4 separate regions of the Mus musculus genome follow, and all the other regions are linked to region 4. A link is a contact called in public Hi-C and HiChIP or PLAC-seq data. All regions are on one chromosome and are shown on one strand. Each heading gives the region's core, a stretch centred on a gene start, on an enhancer-like site or on the middle of the called end of the contact. The rest is flanking DNA. Distances are from core to core; before and after follow the strand shown. Region 1 overlaps Msra (methionine sulfoxide reductase A). Region 2 overlaps Msra (methionine sulfoxide reductase A). Region 3 overlaps Msra (methionine sulfoxide reductase A). Region 4 has its middle 54 kb from the start of Mir124a-1hg.

Region 1 (2,700 bases), core at 123-2,622, 300 kb after region 4:
GATTGTGTTGTGTGGGAAGGGGCCCTGTTCCTACATGCTTCTGAGACTGGCCAACAGGAAGAACATGACCTTGACAGCTATAAGAAATACACAGGCATGCACTTCGTTCCCCATTCTTGAATCTTCAGTATTGCCTGTGAGAATAAACCCGCTACGGTGAACACTGCAAAGGACATTTTCTAGCACAGATATTCACTACAGAGAGGAACTGGGCTGAGAAAATACAACTCCTGGGTGCTTGTCTCTGACTCAGTGTTCAGAGCACGGCAACTGTGTCTTACCACTAATTTACCTAATAGGGATGAGTTCTCAGTCTATTTCTGAAGGTTTCTCTCTCTAGCATTATTCTGGTCTGTACTTCAGCTGAGCCTACTCCTTGTAGTTAGAGTAATGTAAAAAGAAATTGGGAAAGTCCCCTTTCAGAGTTTTCACTCCTGAGCACCAGGTCAGACTGATTGGCTCTCGATTTCATAAAAATGAGACTAGAAGATGAAAATCCAGGCTGGGGACATGGTTCAGCAGTTATAGCACTTGCTGTCTAAGGGTGAGGAATGGAGTTCAGATTCCACAGAACCCCCACATAAAAGCAGCAGCACACCTGTAAAGTCCAGCAGCAGGGAGAGATAGAAGATCCTCAGAGCAACAAGACTAGCTGTATGATCAAGCTCTAGTTTGACTGAGGAGTCTTGCCTCTGTGAATAAGGTAGAACAGCAATCAGGAATAATTCCTGACGTCGACTTGAAGTCTCCATATGCACACCCACACACATGAACCCACACACATGAATAAATGTGGGGGTGGGGGGAAAATGAAAATGGAGTTGAGTTCTCATATGAAAGACACAGAAGTCTTCATCCCGGGAATCTCCAGGGAGGATAACTATGCTTTTATAACCGGGGACTGAGACTGGGGATGAGACCAGCAACTGAAATCCAATTACACTTGTACCCTTCCATCAGAGAGAAAAGTCCAGCTCCCATCTGCAGGATCTTTGGAGCCCCAGTAGCTTGCAATGACTTGATGTTATCAGTAAAATTGGGTTGTATGTTCTGTCTCTCTGTAGAAAAAACTGGCCACGCCGAAGTCGTCCGGGTTGTGTACCGGCCAGAGCACATCAGCTTTGAGGAACTGCTCAAGGTCTTCTGGGAGAATCACGACCCGACCCAAGGTAGAGTGATGAGTGAGCCAGTATTTAATTATCTTACTAATTACAGCTGGGATAATTAGTGTTTGAGCTGCATGGGAGAGATGAACCTTGAAATCACACAGGAGCTCAAGAATATGATTGCAGACATTTACTGACGGAACGGGGCGGGAGCACATGGGGAGTGGGGGGTAAGAGAATAAAGGCGCAGCCACAGCCAGCGCCCCTCCCCCCATTACAGCTGTCAGGGGTGGGAAAATTCCCACAGAGAAAGACGCCAGACAATGGCGATCCCTTCACCTTTGATTATTGCATTATTCTTCCTTAATGCAGCCTTTTGTCTACAAAATTAAAGTGTCTTCCCAGTAACCACAGTTTCCCTGATTTATGGTCCCTTTGTTTTCTCAGAGTTTAGCTTTTCTCATCTTTTTGACGTTATCGGGTTTGTTTTTTAAAGAAATGTCTGTGGGTGATTACAAGAAGGAACAAAAAGAATATAAAGGTGAAAAACAGTGTTCAGTAGTCCATAATGCAACTTGGGCTATCCAAACGTTTCATTTGTCCTCTTTGGAATATGTCATGTGGGGATATTAATGTATTTTGACTACAAACAGTATCTGGTGGCCAAATACATTATTCGGATACACTCACAAGCAGAAAGTCTCCCGTTGACTAATACTACAGTAAATAGTGAAAGATTTCTCCACTACATCCTAGCCTCCTTACAAGGGTGGCTTTATCAGTGCCTTGCTCGGGCACGGAGAGGCTTCTGAACTGGGATCTTGCACAAGCATCCTTTGCCCAGCCTTTGTCTACTCACATAAACAAGTTTCCCTTTGGCATTTTCTGTGAGAGGTTTGCATATTGACAATCTCTTAAGGAGTGGAGATTTCTAGCTACGTTTGTGCTTGTGGTAAAATCTTAGCATGAGCCCAACAGAGCAAGTTGGTGGGTCTTAAGTGCTGTGTGTTGTATCAAGTGTGTCCCCCATTTTGCCCCACTAGAACTACCCACTATGGGGGTCATTTGCAAAGATCAAAGATCAGAGCGAAGGCAAGTACAGCAGAGAGAGAGAGTTGTTACATCATCAGGTGAGCCCGCCAGGTACATTAGGGTTAAGACCTGGTTGGAGCGGTAATGGAAATGTCTGGTTTTCTATGGGGATGGGTCCTGAGGTGAGGTGAGAGCGGAGATGTGGGCCAGTAGGTCAAGGCCTACAGGGACAAGAGCACTGCAGTCCAAAGGTTTGTTGTCACCAGAGTTTGGACCGCTGGGTTGCCCTATCACATGTGTAAGACCACCTTGACAGCAGAGATAGGAAACTCTGGCTGTTGCTTGTATCCAAGAGCTCATGCTAGTGAGTCTTCCTCGGGTGCTGCAGACATTCGGTTATGTCATGTAAAGCCGGGGGTCGAGATAGAATGCTCCGAGCTTCTAAACCACCGGGGAGACCCACATTAGGAATCCAGAAAGCCCAAAGCAAGGTCCTGCAGGGCAGCTTGGAGCCTGGAACTTGGCTGCCTCTCACAATGTTCTGTTCCTGTAGAACCCCCCT
Region 2 (2,700 bases), core at 93-2,592, 360 kb after region 4:
GCTGAGGAGACAGCACACAGCCTCGACCGGTCTAAAGACTCACAGAGCATTTGCTCATCACTCAGGGTCCAGAGGAGCCCGTGAATTTAAATTTTGATTAGCTTGTCTTTTCTGCCAAGACACCAGAAAGGGAAGGGGAAGGGGTCCTTGGGGAATTCACCTGCATAGTGAATACAGTGACTCTTTAGGATCATGGCACTCTGAAGTTTGTTAGGTTAGGTTAGGTTAGTTAGGTTAGTTAGGTTAGGTTAGGTTAGGTTAGGTTAGGTTAGGAGGGAGTCTTACTCTGGAGTTACATCATCCAAGCCAGGTCCTCTGGCCTCAGCTGTGCTCGGGACCTTCAGCAGCCTCATAGAGACATTGCTTCAGGCATTACCCAGGGGGCCATCAGCAAAAGCAGCCATGTGTGTTCCCAGCACTGTAAGACTAAGAAAAAGAGTTTAAAGAGTTCAAATCACATACACACACAACACATACTACCCACAATCACACACACAGTCTCACATACACACTCAAACACACACAATCACACACTCATACACACAATTACACACACTGAAATGCATTACAGTCAAACACATATACACAATCACACAAAGTCTCACATACACAGCCAGCCACATATCACTCACATGATCACTCACACAACACAAAACCACAATCACACACATACAATCACATACAGTCACACACAGTCACTCTCATACACAATTACACAATCACACACAATCACATACAGTCACACACACACACATACACCCAAACATACACAGGCAACAAACTCATACAATCTCTCACATACACAATCACACATACACACATATAAACAATCACACACACACATACATGCATACACACACACACACACACACACACACACACACACACACAGCAATCACATAATCACACAGAGGAGTTTGCTTGTTGAGTCTTTTTGAGATTCTAAGGGGAGACTGCGGGTGAGTGACCTTTTTAAAAAGCATTCAGCAGTCCTCACTGGCTCTGAATGGACCCCCTCTGACCTCTTCCTCTCCAGGTCAGCACCCAACTCCTGGTCACTCTCTGGCCCCACAGTGAAGGTGACAGGGAAGATTTTGTAGTGAGGCTCTTCAGGTGAGAAACTGCCTTTGGCAGTGCTCTGTGTCTTCCTCAGACTCTGGTCCGTCCTCCCTACAATGTCTGCACTAGGTGCAGGCTCCCTGCTTGATGCCGCCATTTGCATGTCTCTGTGGAAAAACACATTCAGATTTCCTTTATCTCCTTTGTCCTTGCCTTGTGCTTTCTCAAGGAGCCCAGGCCTTACCCATCAGACTGAGCTGAAGCAAAATGAGAAGCATTCACCAGCTCTTGACCTCTAAGGGCCTTTCCGAATCTCCACAGAGCAGCCAAAGACAAAGAAAGAGAGTGAGAAGAGCCCAGAAGAAGCAAACTTTCAGCTAGTTACCATCTTTTTCCCCCCTCTGAGCTCCCAGTACCGTACTCGATTTCCTGACCAGCTTGCGCCCCTCCCCCGCTCCCTCCGAGCATCTGTGGCGGTTTCGAATTGAGCCCTGTACCTGCTGCTCTCAATCCTCAACATACCATACCAGTTGCATTGCCAAACAGCGAACTGCCAGCCATCTGCCATCCCAAGGCAGAATTTACATTGTTTTATCTTAAAATAACGCCTCCGGAATAGCAAGCCACGCTATGCATCAGGTTTTAAAATTGACAATCAGCCAGAATTAAAAACAAATACCAAATGGGCGTAAAAAAAGAACAGGGTGTGTGTGGCGGATGGGGGGTGGGGATTGGCATTTGACAGAGAGCTTATTTTTCGGCTTTTTTTTTTTTACCTGACTTTCTACCAAAATAGTCATGCCATTTAATTTTATCTGCAACCGCAGGAGCTACTTATAGACTGAGAATATTAACGTCTTCCTTGCCTGGCTCTGTGGAGAACTGCAGGTCCATAGGCCTAGAGCAGTGCATCCTACCCTAACCCCAGACTACCTCAGCCTTATCGCACTGGGTTTCCTTTCTGTGGGTCACAGAAAACTTAGGCAGGACAAGCTGGAGTTCCTGGACCAAGGTACTTGCTGAGTCATGGGCAAAGCACACTTGAACCCGGGACTCCTGGCCCTGCTCCCTTCCCACTCTTCCTTAGCCTGTCTTGACCTGCCATTGTGCTAGAGAAGGCCCTCCAACCCCACTCAGTTCTTGTTTAGTTTTGTTTCCTTGAGACAGGGTTTTGTAGCGCTGGCTGTCCTAGAACTTGCTTTGTAGACCAGGCTAGCCTCAAACTCACAGAGATCCACCTGTCTCTGCCCACTGAGTGCTGGGATTAAAGGCTTGTACCTCTCCACCCAGCACCCCTTCTGTTCTTAACATCAACCTGTAGCAGCCTTCAGGTCAGACAAGAATGAACAGGGGCTAGAGAAATAACTCAGCAGTTAAGACCACTTGTTTTTTGCAGAGGACCCCAAGTTGGATTTCAAGAACCTATAGAAAATCTAGAACTCCAGTTCCAGGGAGTCCAATTCTGTCTTCTTACCTCCTCAGGCACCAGGCACACACATAGTGCACAGACATACATGAAGGCAAAATGCCCATACACATAAAATGAAATAAATACATCTTCAAAAAATTTAAAAAAGAATGGACATGCATATACCTGCAGAGCTTGGGGGACACTGGGGACCTGTGATATTGGCCTGTGGT
Region 3 (2,700 bases), core at 119-2,618, 390 kb after region 4:
GGGGAAGCATGACAGATGGTGGTGTACAAAAACCCATTTGGAAAGATTTCTCACTGCAAATTGTTACAGGATTAAAGTTTTTTATTTTATGTTGATGAACTGAACTTCATTTATCTAAAAAGAAAAGTCCAGATACTTTGAAAGATTAAACCCCATCAGGGTGGACCATATAAGAAAGGGCCCAACCTATTACTTCAGTGCCACACACATGGGGACACTCTTTCCAACAGAGCCAGGAACATACCCAGTTGCCATTCCCCCCTCCCTCCACAGAGATGCCTGGGGTATTCACTACAGGAGGTCTTAGGCTCTCTCCTGGATTGTTCTGGCATTTCTCTTTCACCACAGGGAACCCTGCTGTCTCTTCTGTCCATGAGAGAGACAACAGGTGGAATCTATGTCCAGGGAGGCAGGAAGTTTCGGTGATTGCCCTGCCTATGTGGAAGTGAGGAGTGGGATTCTCTCACCGCCTCTCTCCACACCAGGTCCACGGTTGGCATTCCTGTGGGCCGGCAGCGTGCCCGGCTCCAGGCCACCACAAAGCACCCACACACACACTCCGATCTGCCGTCAGCAGCTGTTTCTGACAGGTGTCCCACTCTCTGCTGCAGATGGTGACCGAAATGGGCCCGTTGGCAGGCAGCACACGGTGCCACCCCCCTGCACATGATGATGCGGTCCCTGACATACTGATCAACCCTCACTCTATTCTGAGGCACCTTGCCTCTGGCTGCAGGTGAAGCCAGCATCCTCTTAGAACCCCCCCCCACAAGGTTCTAGGGGCCCCCACCTCAGCCTGGGACCCTTCAGCATTTGACAGTCTGTGAATCTAGAGGCTCCTTGTTCCAGACAGGCCCAGCTCACTATCCATCATGGTAGCAGGACTGTGTATGTCTTTGCTGGTTCATTTGGTGCAGTGCAGGATGGGATTTTCATAGCTCCCTAGGTATGACTTTGGCCTTGGCCCAGTGAGGCTACAAAGGTTAAGCTGCAGTGGCCCCAGGCCTCCAGATGCAGGGCCTGGGCCACTCCTGGCTCCTTCCATCTGTTATCCTGAGTGGAGTCCTGTGTACGGAAGACACACAAGACTTCCGGGAGCTGTTCCCCTAGAGAGGTGAGTGGGAGTCTGGTCTCTTGGTAAAATAACAAGATAGGGCCACATCCACAGCTGAGATAGGGATCCAGGAGGAGAAGGGGTCAGAAGGGAAAGTGGCTGCCCTTCTGATGTCCCCTTTCCTGCTGCCTGCCTGCACCTTAAACAGAGAGTTGTGGGCATTGCTAGGGCTCAGCTTTTCTGCCCACATCCCTGCAGGGGCCCCGCCTGCCCCATGTTTGGGCTGTTCATTCCAAACACTGAGCTAGCCAAGGCCGCCAGATGAGAGTGACATCTGGCTGAGACCACGGCCAAGTCTCTGCTGCTCTGTCCCTGGCAGGCAAGAGCTATGTTCCCAGTGCCAGGTTCTCAAAGAGGGAGACAGAGGGATGGGGGCAGAATAAAGCTCTGTGCTCCTTACCCAGCCATTTTCCTTCTTCCCTTCGTGATACTTAGTTGGAATCTGGATAGTCAAGGAGTAAAGGGCATCCTCCGGAGTGCTGGGGATCGTGGGAGTGGTGGAAAGAATCAGAGGTCAACACCAAGTGTGTGCACATGTGCATGCACACATACTGTGGACCACAAAGTACAAAGGATGGTGGGGAGTCAATCAGGTACCCGGAGTGACCTGAATGGGATCTGAATGACACAGCAGAAGCCTGCACTGTCTCCTGTTTTCCCAACACAAGGTCGGACTCTCCTTCCACCCTTCCGCGTAACTCTCTGTGGAGTGACAGCCTGGTGCCTGTCAGCCAGGCTGGAGCTAGAAAAGGAGTCATCCCATGTCCAGGAGGAGAGGCAAGATAGTGTTTCCATCTAGAGGCACTGGCAGAAAGTCTAATACTGATGGCCCAGTCTGGTCTCCTTTGGTCCATGGCCGCTTGTCAGCTGTGTGACCTCGGGCAAGCAACTGGACCTCTCTAAGTTTCTGTTATCCATCCGGAAAATAAAAGTAAGGCCCACTTGCTGTATTTTGTGAGCTTAAGAAACACCTCAAAGGAGAATATTGTCATTTTAGAAGTGAGCCAAGTCAAGTGTGGAAAGGTTGAAGGACTCGGTTGGCCAAAGTCGTGAAAGTAGATAAGGTATCGGGGAAAAGGGTTATGGGGTTCCCAGAGAAGCAGCTTTCAGCTCTCTGAGGGTTGGGGCAGCATGGCTCAAGACTTGTGGGTGTCTTCTGTCCTCAGCACTATCAGCCCTGTACCTCTCACACCCCTCTGTCACTTCAGAACACCCTCAAGCATAAACAGCAGTGTTGTCCCCCATTTGTCTGCTTCTGATTTTTGACTTCTGCAAGGTATGTAGGAATTTTCTTCTCTCTGTAAAATCCGTGGTTCAGGCTACTTCTCTGCCACGCTAGTGCACCATGAGGTTCACGGACTGGAGAAACTTCTGGGACTTCTCTCAGGGCTGGGAGAGTTTATGAGTTGTGTGTGTGTGTGCTCTTGAACAGAGGACAAAAAAAGAGAGCCACATTTCACAGAGCAGAGAATAATGACAAACCCTGAACCTTCACAGTTAAGCTTCCTCAGTCCCCTGTGTCCATGGTCGGTGTTGGGGGACCCATTTTAAAGCAGTAACATGAACAAGCAAGACTGGCTTAAGGG
Region 4 (2,700 bases), core at 54-2,553:
TGGCTGAGACTAAATATGTCTCTCCTATTGTAGGGTAGGTGTACCCTGCAAGGACTGTTCCGCAGTATCTGAAGATAGTTTTTTTTTTAATTATTTTTTTAACTATATTTTAATTATATAACACTATGTGGATACTGGCAGATGAGTGCAGGTGCCTATGGAGGCCAGAAGCATCAGATCCCCTAGAGCTGGAGTTATAAATGGTTGTGAGGTGCCTGATGTGGGTACTGGGAATGAACCTGGGTCTTCTGGAAGACCAGAAAGTGCTCTTAATTGCTGAACCATCTCTCCAGCCCCCTGGGGATAGTTTTGATTCTCACGACTTGAGGGAGATGCTACTGGCATAGATGGCAGAGGCCAGGGCTGCTGGGGAATAGCCTACAAATGTACAGAATGCTTTCACAGCAAGGAGATACCTGGCTAAAATGCCAAGAAGACCAAGAGTGAGAAGTCCTGCTGGGTGATCCAGCAACCGAGGAGTGCTGAACTGGGGGAGTGGCTCAGAATGCTTGCATAGCACAGCCTGCTCAGTCTTGGGTTTGATCCCCAACACTGCATAAGCCAGGCTTTGTAATCCCAGCACTCAGGAGGTAAAAGCAGGAGGATCATAAGTTGAAGGTCATTCTTAGCAACATAGCGAGTTTGAGAACAGCCTGGAACCCGTGTGACTTTGTCTCTAAAACAGTCAATAAAATGACTGGACAGCCAGATTGATGGTGGAGTTTCCATTTCCCTGACAATATTCTGTGAGCTGGATTCCTCCTTCCAGGGTTCTGCTAACTCACTCTAGGACTGACGGCACACACATCCTGACAGGACAGTGTTGACCCTTGGGAACACTTTGCAGATCTCAGGTCTCAGTACCCATTCTCATTAGGGCATATTTCCAAAGCCACACCACCTATCCAGGACCCAGAAGGCCCTGCTGTGGACGAGGCTGGCATTGGCAGTTGATTGTACTGTTCCCTTTCTCAGCTTCTAACCCGAGGGCTGCAGTACTCAGGCGATTCTCATCAGAATCTTCACATGCCAAGTTCCTAAGTCTGTAAAATATTGTAAGACAGACTCTGTGTGTGTGTGTGTTTTAAAAAGGGGGAGGGAAGGAGGGAGGAAGGGAGAGAGAGAGAGAGAGAGAGAGAGAGAGAGAGAGAGAGAGAGAGAGAGAGAGAGAGAGATTGTGTGTGCTGAAAACCGCATATTCAAACCATTGCCTATTTCTGCACCTCATCCTGCCAATTACAATCTGCTTGGTGGTGTGAAACAGACAGCCGGCAGGAGTGATGGAGACAGGAGGCCCGGTGAACAAGGGCTTTGTGCATTCTCAGCTTCAGAGAGAATGTTCAGCGGGGCGGACAGGCATGTAACTGGCAGGTTTAGGAATCAGTAAAAAACCAAGAGCTGGAAGTCCTAATTTATCGTCTGTTTCAATACAAGGCTAGACACAGGCTATTTAATATAATGCATTGTTTTCCAGTGGAGGAGAGTGGAAGTTATTGATGCATTACAAATGCAGGCAAATGCATCTCATAAGCCAAGGGGTAGGTAATAACAATTGCAGAAGACTAAATTTGACTTTAATCCCCTGAAGAATGGCATGCGCGCAGCTTAAAATGATAAAAGCTAGAGGGGGTGGGGAAAGAGGAGAGAGAGATGGGAGGGCAAGAAGGAGGCTGAGGGAGATGCTCAGGGGAGGGTTGGAGACAAACAGAGAGAGATGGAGAGAGAAGGGAGAGCTGATTTTTCCTCTTGGGATTGTGCACTTCTTGGTTAGGAAATAAAGTGGAAATGGAAAGAAAAAGATTAAAAAGATCTTGTTTTGGTAAGCAGCACCCTGCTTGGCAGGGTCTGTTTTTTGCAGCAGGCCTGGCGTCATGCGCAGTCAAGCGGCTTGGAGTGGTTTAAAAATCTTCCAATCCCTTAGATAATCCCAGAGGCAGAGAAAAAGAAACTCTGGGTCCATGAGTGTATAGGGCCTGGTCAGTGTCCCTCTCCCGGGGTCTCTGGGAGCCTGGCTACAGTGGATGTGGGTTAGAATTCCTCACCATGGAGAATGATATTTTCGATGTAGAGGTGCCCTGTGAACTCTGGTAGGGAGACTGAATGATGGAGATGCAAGGCTCTCTACTGCCATCTGAGACATAAAAGTGACTTTAGAGTAAATAAGCACAATAGTCTTGTCCAGGACTGTGTGGGGACATGGTCCTTTAATCTCAGCACCTAGAGCAGAGGCAGGTGGATCTCTGGAGTTGGGGGCCAGCCTGGTCTACATGGTGAATTATAGGTCATCCAGGGCTAGAGAGTGAGACCCTGTGTCAACAGAAATTCCCAAACCCATACTGAGCCCCATTATAACTGACCAGGGAGTTGAAATTCTAGGTGAAGAATCATGTGATAAGGAGCCTCTTAAGCCCTGGTAGTCTACTCCTTGGTGGAACGGGATCTAAAGTCTGCCATACTTATCGGGGATGCATTGATACTCCCATGCACCTCTTTCTTTACACTTGTACTCAGCTTAGGAGGGACTCATTGTATTCCCCTTGGAGAGAGGAGGAAACTAGGGTACAGCTGATGGCGGCGGATGGGAGCTTCAGACCTCGGTGCACAGAATCTGCTTACTGCATTTAGTCACCGAAGGTGTTTCTTCTGGGGTGAGCAGAAGTTTGTTTTCCTTTCCACTCCCATCCACTGAGCGGTCCCTGG

The links. A called contact is a pair of places that touch in the nucleus more often than the background predicts. HiChIP or PLAC-seq counts read pairs in DNA pulled down with a chosen protein or histone mark.
Region 1: a contact with region 4 is called in an H3K4me3 HiChIP or PLAC-seq map of embryonic basal ganglia, with 3 times the contacts expected there. The contact joins two enhancer-like sites. A contact is called at or near these places in 1 of 484 Hi-C or Micro-C datasets (nephron progenitors) and 2 of 115 datasets of contacts at active chromatin or transcription factors (embryonic basal ganglia and trophoblast stem cells).
Region 2: a contact with region 4 is called in a Hi-C map of cerebral cortex, with 3 times the contacts expected there. The contact joins two enhancer-like sites. A contact is called at or near these places in 2 of 15 datasets of contacts at CTCF or cohesin (embryonic stem cells and pro-B cells), 12 of 484 Hi-C or Micro-C datasets (the C10 cell line, CD4 T cells, the HL-1 cell line and 6 more) and 7 of 115 datasets of contacts at active chromatin or transcription factors (acute myeloid leukemia, embryonic basal ganglia, embryonic stem cells and 3 more).
Region 3: a contact with region 4 is called in a Hi-C map of cerebral cortex, with 2.3 times the contacts expected there. The contact joins two enhancer-like sites. A contact is called at or near these places in 2 of 15 datasets of contacts at CTCF or cohesin (embryonic stem cells and large pre-B cells), 7 of 484 Hi-C or Micro-C datasets (the HPC-7 cell line, bone marrow-derived macrophages, cerebral cortex and 3 more), 4 of 115 datasets of contacts at active chromatin or transcription factors (differentiating embryonic stem cells, embryonic basal ganglia, extraembryonic endoderm stem cells and 1 more) and 1 of 9 other capture datasets (embryonic stem cells).

What each region holds. Positions count from the first base shown.
Region 1 is chr14:64,232,298-64,234,997 of GRCm38.p6, reverse strand. Msra (methionine sulfoxide reductase A) reads left to right here. Exons shown (of 6, transcript NM_001253712.1): 4 at 1,065-1,169. All of the region lies in intron 2 of Gm52132 (a long non-coding RNA gene), which reads right to left. Among named protein-coding and RNA genes, the nearest start is that of Gm52132, 18 kb to the right of the region's middle. Within about 2 kb of position 1,372, at least 20 of the 459 cell types and tissues checked have an H3K27ac peak or open chromatin away from gene starts, as enhancers often do. A contact at or near this core is called in embryonic basal ganglia, where this site is marked.
Region 2 is chr14:64,172,368-64,175,067 of GRCm38.p6, reverse strand. The region is part of intron 5 of Msra (methionine sulfoxide reductase A); the gene reads left to right. Among named protein-coding and RNA genes, the nearest start is that of Gm52129, 26 kb to the left of the region's middle. Within about 2 kb of position 1,342, at least 40 of the 459 cell types and tissues checked have an H3K27ac peak or open chromatin away from gene starts, as enhancers often do. A contact at or near this core is called in cerebral cortex, where this site is marked.
Region 3 is chr14:64,138,204-64,140,903 of GRCm38.p6, reverse strand. The region is part of intron 5 of Msra (methionine sulfoxide reductase A); the gene reads left to right. Among named protein-coding and RNA genes, the nearest start is that of 9630015K15Rik, 23 kb to the right of the region's middle. Within about 2 kb of position 1,368, at least 55 of the 459 cell types and tissues checked have an H3K27ac peak or open chromatin away from gene starts, as enhancers often do. A contact at or near this core is called in cerebral cortex and forebrain, where this site is marked.
Region 4 is chr14:64,532,659-64,535,358 of GRCm38.p6, reverse strand. No RefSeq gene overlaps it. Among named protein-coding and RNA genes, the nearest start is that of Mir124a-1hg, 54 kb to the left of the region's middle. Within about 2 kb of position 1,303, at least 41 of the 459 cell types and tissues checked have an H3K27ac peak or open chromatin away from gene starts, as enhancers often do. A contact at or near this core is called in cerebral cortex, embryonic basal ganglia and forebrain, where this site is marked.